Linked DNA regions of Rattus norvegicus: region 2 is linked to region 1. The links are chromatin contacts, called in public Hi-C maps. All regions are on one chromosome and are shown on one strand. The core of a region is the stretch at or near the end of the contact, and the rest is flanking DNA. Distances in the headings are between cores, read along the strand shown.

Evidence for each region. Hi-C and Micro-C count contacts between places; a contact is called where the count stands out from the background.
Region 2: a contact with region 1 is called in a Hi-C map of Schwann cells, with 17 times the contacts expected there. The contact joins two enhancer-like sites. A contact is called at or near these places in 4 of 12 Hi-C or Micro-C datasets (Schwann cells, frontal cortex, kidney and 1 more).

The regions. Positions count from the first base shown.
Region 1 is chr4:32,449,964-32,454,360 of GRCr8, reverse strand. The region is part of intron 2 of Vps50 (VPS50 subunit of EARP/GARPII complex); the gene reads right to left. Among named protein-coding and RNA genes, the nearest start is that of Vps50, 13 kb to the right of the region's middle. Within about 2 kb of position 2,275, at least 42 of the 93 cell types and tissues checked have an H3K27ac peak or open chromatin away from gene starts, as enhancers often do. A contact at or near this core is called in Schwann cells, where this site is marked.
Region 2 is chr4:33,544,106-33,548,502 of GRCr8, reverse strand. Col1a2 (collagen type I alpha 2 chain) reads right to left here. Exons shown (of 52, transcript NM_053356.2): 38 at 4,370-4,397; 39 at 3,477-3,530; 40 at 2,371-2,532; 41 at 1,588-1,695; 42 at 798-905; 43 at 385-438; 44 at 190-297; 45 at 12-65. Among named protein-coding and RNA genes, the nearest start is that of Col1a2, 28 kb to the right of the region's middle. Within about 2 kb of position 2,277, at least 4 of the 93 cell types and tissues checked have an H3K27ac peak or open chromatin away from gene starts, as enhancers often do. A contact at or near this core is called in Schwann cells, where this site is marked.

The sequences.
Region 1 (4,397 bases), core at 1,026-3,525:
AAACCTCCCTCCCTTAAAATGGCACTAGCATCTGAAATACAAGTTGGTAGCATTCAAAAAGAAATGGTGAACATTACTAAATAAGTAATATTGGAAACTATCATCTGTAGCTAAGTCCAAAAACTCAAAACCATGCAACCATCAAGCGTCCCTTCATCTTAAGAGAATGACCAGCACAGACCAGCGCAGACCAGCACAGACCAGCATGCTGATGCTTTCCTTCAGCCCAGAAAGAGTGGGCTGACCTGAGGGCAAAGACACTCCAGCTTTAGTTGCATCTCTACAACCTTGGAAATTTGATTTAGCTTCTTCACGCCTATTTTTTTATCCGCTTTAAAGTTATTAAAATTGCCAAAGGGGAAATGTTGTTTCATTTAAAAATATCTCACAAATGTACATTTCAAAAATATGATGGGTTTATAAAAACAGTACAATCTGTGTAAGCACACAAAGGTCAGATGCCGTTCCTTCCTGGAGATCTATTCAGTCAACATCAGAGAGCACAAAGAACCAACATGGAGAACTTCACACTCTAACACCACAATCCTAAATGACAGGCGGGGATAAAATGGAGCACGGCAGGGAAAGACACAGTACAGTGGAGCACTCCGAACAGCCAGCATGCCTCAATCTCTGAACAGCTATCTTACAGCAAGGAAAAGCTAAGTGCATTCCTGCTTATGATGAAGCCTGATTCTCAAGGATGGGTCTACCCTCCCTGCCACATTAACTGCAAATGGCTGCCTACTGCGGGTTCCAGGAAGGGCCCTCACATCTTCCTTTCAAAAGCTAATAACCATCTTGCAACTCTAACTTTGTTTCAAAAGGGTTGTTATGGTTACCCTGCTATGACTTCCTGTTGTTACCACCACCTTGTAAACTTAGGCGCTTATGGCTAACTTGTTAGGTTTATGTTCTGCTCCTATAACCCACCTATTCTGTCCACCAAATCCCTTATTTAGAAACCCTGAGCTTATTAAAATGAAAAACAAAACAAACAAACAAAAAACCTGCTTGTCCTCCTCACATCCAAGGCTGACCTCTCAAGCCCTACCTCAGGGGGAGGCAGCTTGTGTACACAAATTAAAAAGCTTGCTTTAATTAATTGCTTGCTTTAATTAGTTTGGCCTTGATGATTTGGGTCAGTGGTCTTTCTCCTATTAATACTCTACCCAAACCAGATACCCTGATACATCACTGTGACCCGATAAAACAGCCCTCCTTTCCGCCTATCTAGTGACTTCTCTATGAAGTGCACATCTGCGCTCATCCGAGGTGCAGTCGCTGCGCTGCAGCCCGACAGGCTCTGCCTCCACTTCATCACTCCCTGCACGCTTCCCTGGTGCTAGGCTGCCTGCCCAGTCACAGCCCACGCTGCAGATGCATCGTGATGCCCTGCAGTGCCAAAGCGCTCCAGGAATAATTAACAGGTCAATTTGTAATGCCACAGTGAATGATATTCAGAAAGAACACGAAACAAAAGCAGTTTGGTAAGCAACAAGGTCCATAAACTCATAATGCTTCTATTAATGAGAAACAACAAAAATATCAGATGACTTAAAAGTATTTTATGTATGCAAATGAGAAAAAATAAACACAAGCAGCTACACTGCATTTTTAATATAGCTGCTGCGTAATTTTGCTAGAGTTAAAAACTCACTTCCTAGCATGAGGGATGTACAAAAATATGCAATTCTGTATCTAAAACAGAATCAACAGGGTAATTTGTAAGTATGAGATATTTTATATAAAAAATGAACCAAAGACTCCCTACAAAAAATTTTAAGGCAAACAGAAAAAACTAAATCCATATAAAATTCTTTATTGCATATTAAAATACGTTAAGAAAACGGAGGTTACATTAATGAGATAGTTCAGGTAAGTTAGAATTAAATAGTTCAGTCTTGCTAACTGTTATATTATTAATGAAGTATAATGGTTTATTTTATAGTGAGGCTTACGATTTATAGAGGATAATTAAATGAGTATGAAGATTAGTGTAGTGTGAATGCTCTTTAAAATGTGAAATCCAAAACTAATTTGTCAACAAGTCAAGGCTATAAAATGCAACAAAACCTAACTGTCGATCAGTAAAATACAGAAAATGTACATCAATGCATCTCATAATTAAAGCTGGGAAGAAACAATTACAGTCATGGATTTGACAGCACATGAAAGAAACAAAAGCAGAGAAAGCAAAGGAACACATCAGCCCACAGTGCCATCAGGAGCTTGCTAGCCTGCTGCACAGGCTCCGTTAGCGTCCCTCGGTCAGCCACTGGAGCTACATGTAACAAACGCTGATTTCATTCTCTACATGGAAAACTCTCCTCCACGGCACAGCCAGTGGTGAGTAAAATTCGGCTTTGCCCGCAAGCAGTGACTAAAGAGGCTCGATGAACAATTAAACAGCAAGGCCAGCAGAGCAGAGGGAAGAAAGGAGACAAAAGACCAATGTACAAGTGCTCCGAACCTCAGGGAAAAGAGAGGCATTCGGAAGACAGAAGAGCACATAAAAATTCAAGTTTAAAGCGAGGACCAGAACAAAATGCAATTATGAATCCTGTAGGATCCTTGATTTGGAAAAAAAAAAAAAAAAAGGTACCATGCATGCTCACTAGGAAGCAGTAGGATGCAAGAAAACAAATTGGGACTTTTAAAACCACGCAAATGTATGGACATACATGTATATGCGCTAGAAGTATGTTTTCCTTTAATTAAAGTAAATAACATATGCCATTGTGGCAGACACTGTATCAAAAGTAAGCATCAATGTTCAATATTTTATTAACAGAATACAGCAGGCTGGATTATCTGAGCAGCCTGGCAGGGAAGCGCTCCTGGTGTGTGGCGGCTGTTTGCCGTCGCACGCAGGTTGAATACATTACCACCTAGCTGCTCCTCCATTCGATTATCTCGGAGGTAGATAAAGCTACCTGAACAAACAACATAAAACGTACACTGCGAACACAAGTTTATGAGAAATGAAGAAAAAGATTCGTAACATATTTCAGTCATTATTTCTGCATAGGCTGGGTTACTTCTTATCTAAACATAAAAACAAAAGGTTTTATGGGGATTCAAACCCATAAAACAAAGCAAGCCCTCAAATGAAGATTGTGAGGAAAACATTCCAAGATATTTTCGGTTTCTGAGGAACTAAATGATCACTTTAAAAAACAATTCCATACCTCGGGGTCATTTCTTAGGGAATTTATCCGTGGTAAAGGAAAAGAAGCCTCCAAGTTTTGCATTTAAGTACTACCTTCCAACTACCCAAAACCCCATACTCTCTGAGCCAAACACTTAATCCAGAAGTAACTAGTTATAACTGCTTCCTCACATTAAAGAAACAACACCTTGAATACATAACGATCAATTTTAGGTCTTTATTCAAACTAATTATATAACGTAAATTGACATAAATTCCTCAGTTCATAGGTCATGATCAAAGCTCTGCAGAAAATTAATATACTAAATACTGGAACCCCGACTTCCCTTTCCATATTAGATCATAGTTTACAAATGCTTGCTTTTCTACCTAGATGGCAGAATGCTGGGAGAGACAGAGACAGAGACAGACAGACTGACTGACTGACTGAGTGTTGGAAGGATGATAAGGAGAAATGTTGTAGCTCTAAGCACGCATTTCCTGTCTGTTTGTCTGTGTTTTAAGTGTTGGCATCCCTTCCTCAGTCCAGACGGCAAGGTAGAACCGACAGTCACAATGCTGCAGTCTCATAAAGCTAATATCCTGTTAGAGCCCTAAGTGAAAGCAAAAAAATTAATAAACTTAGTCACCAAATCCATATACAATGAACAGAAAAAAATATGGTTTTCAATATTTGATCATTATTATTAAAGTCATAAATCACTGAACAGATAGATATAGGGCTGATCTGCTTCCAAATGAAACAATTTCAAACCTATTTTCAGATCTCGGCTATCCTAAACCATGTACCACATAAGATTATAATGAACTGCCATATGTCTGATTACGTGGAGAAATGGTACAGTTCTTATATTCCCAGGAGAACAACAATAATAATCTATGAAATGTAGTGGCTTCCTTGGGTTGTTTCTGTACTTTTAAGTAAAGCAGGCTATAAAGGCCTTCCCTGTTTTCATCAGGTCTTCAGTGCCATCTAGTGGCGTACTGGTTACATTACAATTTGAAAGAAGGCTACAAGTAAATGATTTATGAACAAACACTCCTGCGAGGCTGTTAAAGTATGACTATTTTAATCCATACTTGAAATAAGATTAGGTAATAAAAGCATTTTAATCACTTTGTGGAAAAATTAAGTAATTAATAAAAACTGATTTCAACCATACAAATGTATTATATTGATCTACTTTAAAAAAAAATCACAAAAATCAGACACCATAAATTTCTT
Region 2 (4,397 bases), core at 1,028-3,527, 1.1 Mb before region 1:
CATGTACGTACACTAGGACCTCTTGGACCGACAGCACCAACGGGACCAACAGAACCAGCAGGACCCTGTGAATTAGAGAAGAAAAATAGAACTCATCAGCCAAGTTCAAGACCATCCTCTTGATGTCCTTAGTGATCAAGTGTGAGGCCACAGTAAAGTCCACAAGGGTGACAACATTTACATACTTACAGGCTCACCACGGTTTCCATGTTTCCCAGCAGGACCCACAGAACCATGAGGACCAGGAGCACCTGCAGCACCAGTGGGACCAATGTTGCCAGGGTAACCACGCTCTCCCTACCAGAGGCAAAAGTGAAACTTAGCATTAATCTGTCGGTATTTTGATCACTCTTAAATTAGAGAAAGATGAAAAGGTGTCCTGACCTTGTGTCCGGGTTGACCATCACGACCTGGGGGACCATCACTGCCAGGGTTACCCTATGAGAGAATATCAAGCAAATTAAGATGCCTTGGTGATTCATTGGCCTCGCTGCCTCTGCTACTCTGCCCTCATTATTCCCAGTGTTCAGACAGTTAAAAGAAGGGGGAGAGCAATAACTTTCTAATTTGATTTTTTTTTTTAGAAATTAAATATTGAAGCCCCAATTTGCAGTCTTTCAGTTAAAGACCATTTTCAAATCCAAGCAATTCTCATAGTTTTACTGCAAAGAAAGATCATTATATGGAGAAGTAGATTATCTAGTTTAGAAGCTCGGGGCATGGAACCTCAGTTCAACACTAGAAGTTGACACAGAATGAGATCCTGCTTGGTTTGATTTTACGAGCCAAGTACTCACATCACGACCGGCTTCACCAGGGGCACCATTAACTCCAGGACTGCCCACAGCACCAGGGGGACCACGGGCCCCAGGAGGGCCTGCAATGCCCAGAGGACCAGGTTCACCCTAGAGTGGCAGAGAAGATAAGATGACATTACTATCCCAAGATAGAATGCTGACCACACATGCCAAAAACAACTCCAGAAAATTCTAGTTGAAAGAGAGCAGCTAAGTCGAATGTAGATGGGTCACAACATGGCAGGAATCACCATCACTGTCAACCTCCCTCTGTCTTCCCTACACTTAGAGGATCCATCATGTGGATGTAACTATGTATGGGGATAGGAGTAGGGTCTGACGGCATCTAATGTACCCCAAATAAAATTAATTCATAAAGTCGATACGTTTCTGGATAAAGGTGGCTTCAAGCTGCTGTCACGTATAGGGTTAAATGAAATGATTCATGAACTTCCTGTGAACGGCCCCATTCTTCTTGTGGGATAAATGATGCCAGGATTTCACATCACAGAGAAGTAAATGCAATTAGAGCTTATATCATTCTTAAGCGTGTAGAAAGAACAAAAATCATTCTGCATAATGTGAAGCTGTGCCTTTACAGTATGTGTCTAAGTAAGGTAGTATTAAAGCTTCCTGGATAGGTGACAGGTAATCTGTATAAAGAAAATGCCATGAATAAAAAAAAAAAAACTTAAGTGGAGTTATTCAGCGATCAATCTGTCACATCTGAAGTGGCAGCTTTTAAAATCTTTTATTATGTTAATGAGAATCAGAATGGCGTCAAACTCACCAGAGCACCAGCAATACCTGGCAGGCCACGTTCACCTCGAGAGCCAGGGAGACCCAGAATACCGGGAGCACCAAGAAGACCCTGAGGACCTGCAGTGCCAGGGGGTCCCTAGATGAGAGGAAAAAATACTGATTATTACTGGTAAGACCCTATTTCATAATACAGACTAGCTCAAGGACTATGAAGACAAGGAGTCTTGGGTTTAGGAACAGGCCAGTGACTTATAATTGGTGGGACACATTCTTGAATGTCTTTCCCACCCCCTCCCCCGAGAATGACAGCAAATTTACATTTTGGTATGTATATGTGTCATTGAGATTAATACAGCCATTGGGCGTGTGGATTTAATCTTCATAGACTCTACGCAGGGAAGAAAATTTTGATCTCGACTTCGAAGGTCTAATATGGGCACTTGGCGGGAATTGCAGTAATTCTGAACCAGGAATGTTTAAGGAGTCAGCAGCGTATGAAGCGTGATTAATTTACAGAAGGCTGGCCACAGCAGTAGGGTTCTGTGCTAATTCTTAGATCCCTCTGAGAGCAGAAAGGGCTGTGACAGAGAAGCTGCAGTCCCTCACCTCCGTCATTCTTATCATGTGCTTTCTGTGCATCTGCCTCTACCACAGCACCTTATTGTGTGCTGCAGATTCCCTGGCTCAGTCGAGCTCAACTCGAGAGCCTGCATTACTCACTAATAGATACAGAACGCTTGAGGGTTTGTAAAGGGGCTTTGTTCTAACTCTACCCAAGTGTTGAGAAGAAAAGGGGTTTGAAATCACTTACTGTGGTACCAGGTTCTCCAGAAGGACCCTTCTCGCCAGCAAATCCAGGGGGACCAGATGCACCTATTTCTCCAGTTCGGCCAACTGGACCTTGGTCACCACGGGGACCACGAATACCTTCTTTACCAGCAGCACCAGGGGGACCAGGGGGGCCAGTAATACCCTGTGATCAAATGTATAAGGTCATTTGTTTTCTCTTGGTTGTTCCAGACTTGGAGAGGAGCTGCCCTGCTCCTAGATACTAGGATTTGAACAGTGTCACTCTGTAAAACAATATCCCAGGCATTTTTGGAACTTTTAAACTTCTCTTTCCTGCCCGTAATAAAGCTATTGATGAGGGAGAATCAGCGGGAACCTTTAGTGATGAAGGCAAGACATCTTGTATCTTTGGTACCCCAGCGGATTGGAGTCAGAACCAGGAAGAGATTTAAGTCTGCTGATTAAGTCTTGGTTGAAGGAAACTTTGGATTTTTGCAGACTCTGCCCATTTTTTTCTTGAGCAAAGCCAACCCTGGTGTTCTGTTCATAACTGAGGAGCTCATATGCTCCTGACTAGGTTTAATTAAATGCCTACAAGGAACGAAGATTTTTCTGTTATGAATGTGTAAAAGGTTCTAAGAAATCAACATCTTTGCTATTTCTTTTTCCTCTGAAACCTCGAGTGGAATACTTAATCCTTGATAATTAAATTCTCTTGAGTCCTGACAGGAGGGTCTGAATGAGAATTAAGTTAGATACCACACTACCTTTAAATTCCTTTAAATTGTGGCTTTAGACTGGAGACAGAATATTAGCCATAAAGGGTAATTAGGCAGAGAAATAGTAGATACGTGACCAAAGCACCTGTTGCACTTTTCTTTGTGAAAAATGATTGTGCATTCCAAAGGGTGCTGGTATTTGCATGAATAAATCACAGTATTTAAGTTGATACCCTGAATATAATTTGTAATGGTTTTGTCTTATTCATTAAACATAATTTTAAATTGGGAAAGTATTTGCAAATATTGACAATTTGTTTTAATAGATGTTTCCTTCCCTAATTTCCTACCAGAGGCCTGGTCTTCTGGTGAGTATAAATGGAGATATATTGGGGCATGATGTACTCACACTGGGTCCGGGGGGACCAGTCCGTCCAGCAGCACCAGGGAAGCCAGTCATACCCTAAGAACCAAACATGTTCAAACTCAGTCAAGTCAACTCTAGGAATTAGGATAAGACAAGATGTTTTCCCCTTGGAAAATTATCACGGGGCTAAAGATGGAAACAGACGAGGTAACACTCAGTTTAAGGTAGGGGAGCAGTTAACTAGGATCCTGAAGGTTCTAGTAGTCTACACATCTTATCAGTATACTTCTAGATGAAATGCCTGCATTTTGCATTAAGGTTGTTGGTACTTTCTGTAGTGCTAGCAGGCTATCTGATGGTGATATGGGAGAGTATAAGATATTTTCATTAGGATATGTGAATGTTTATTGACCTCTTGGCTGGGAGAGAGAGGGGGGGCAGTAGGAAAAGGAGTGTTGCTCAGAGAAGGAAGTATGAAATTGAGCCAGTGTGCTAAGTATTGCCTACGGAGGGAAAACATTAGAGGGGTTCATTCTTGGAGACCTCTGGGGCTCTAGGGAGTTGGGGTGAAAACCTGGGCTGAGAAGGAGACTCAGTTAGTTAGAAGAATCAAGACATTAACAAAAGGATAAGAGGTACCAAAGAAATTCTGGTTCTGTTTTCCAATTAAATTGCCTGATTTTTGACCTTGTTTATTCCCTCATTGGGCAGCAGCAAACCTCTGAGGCCCTGAGTTGCAGTTGGGATTGAGTTAGTGCTCATGTAGCTGACTTTAAGCTCAGTACTGGTGAACTTCATACTTTTTCTGATCAGATTCTAAAGGACAGGACTCTCAAGCTCCTCCTTGTCACAGTTCAAATTTACCAGAATTCTGAAACTTTCAAACTGTCACTAGTACGTAAGCTAAGAAAGAAAAGTCAATTGTAGATACTCACAGGGGGCCCTCCATCACCACGACTTCCA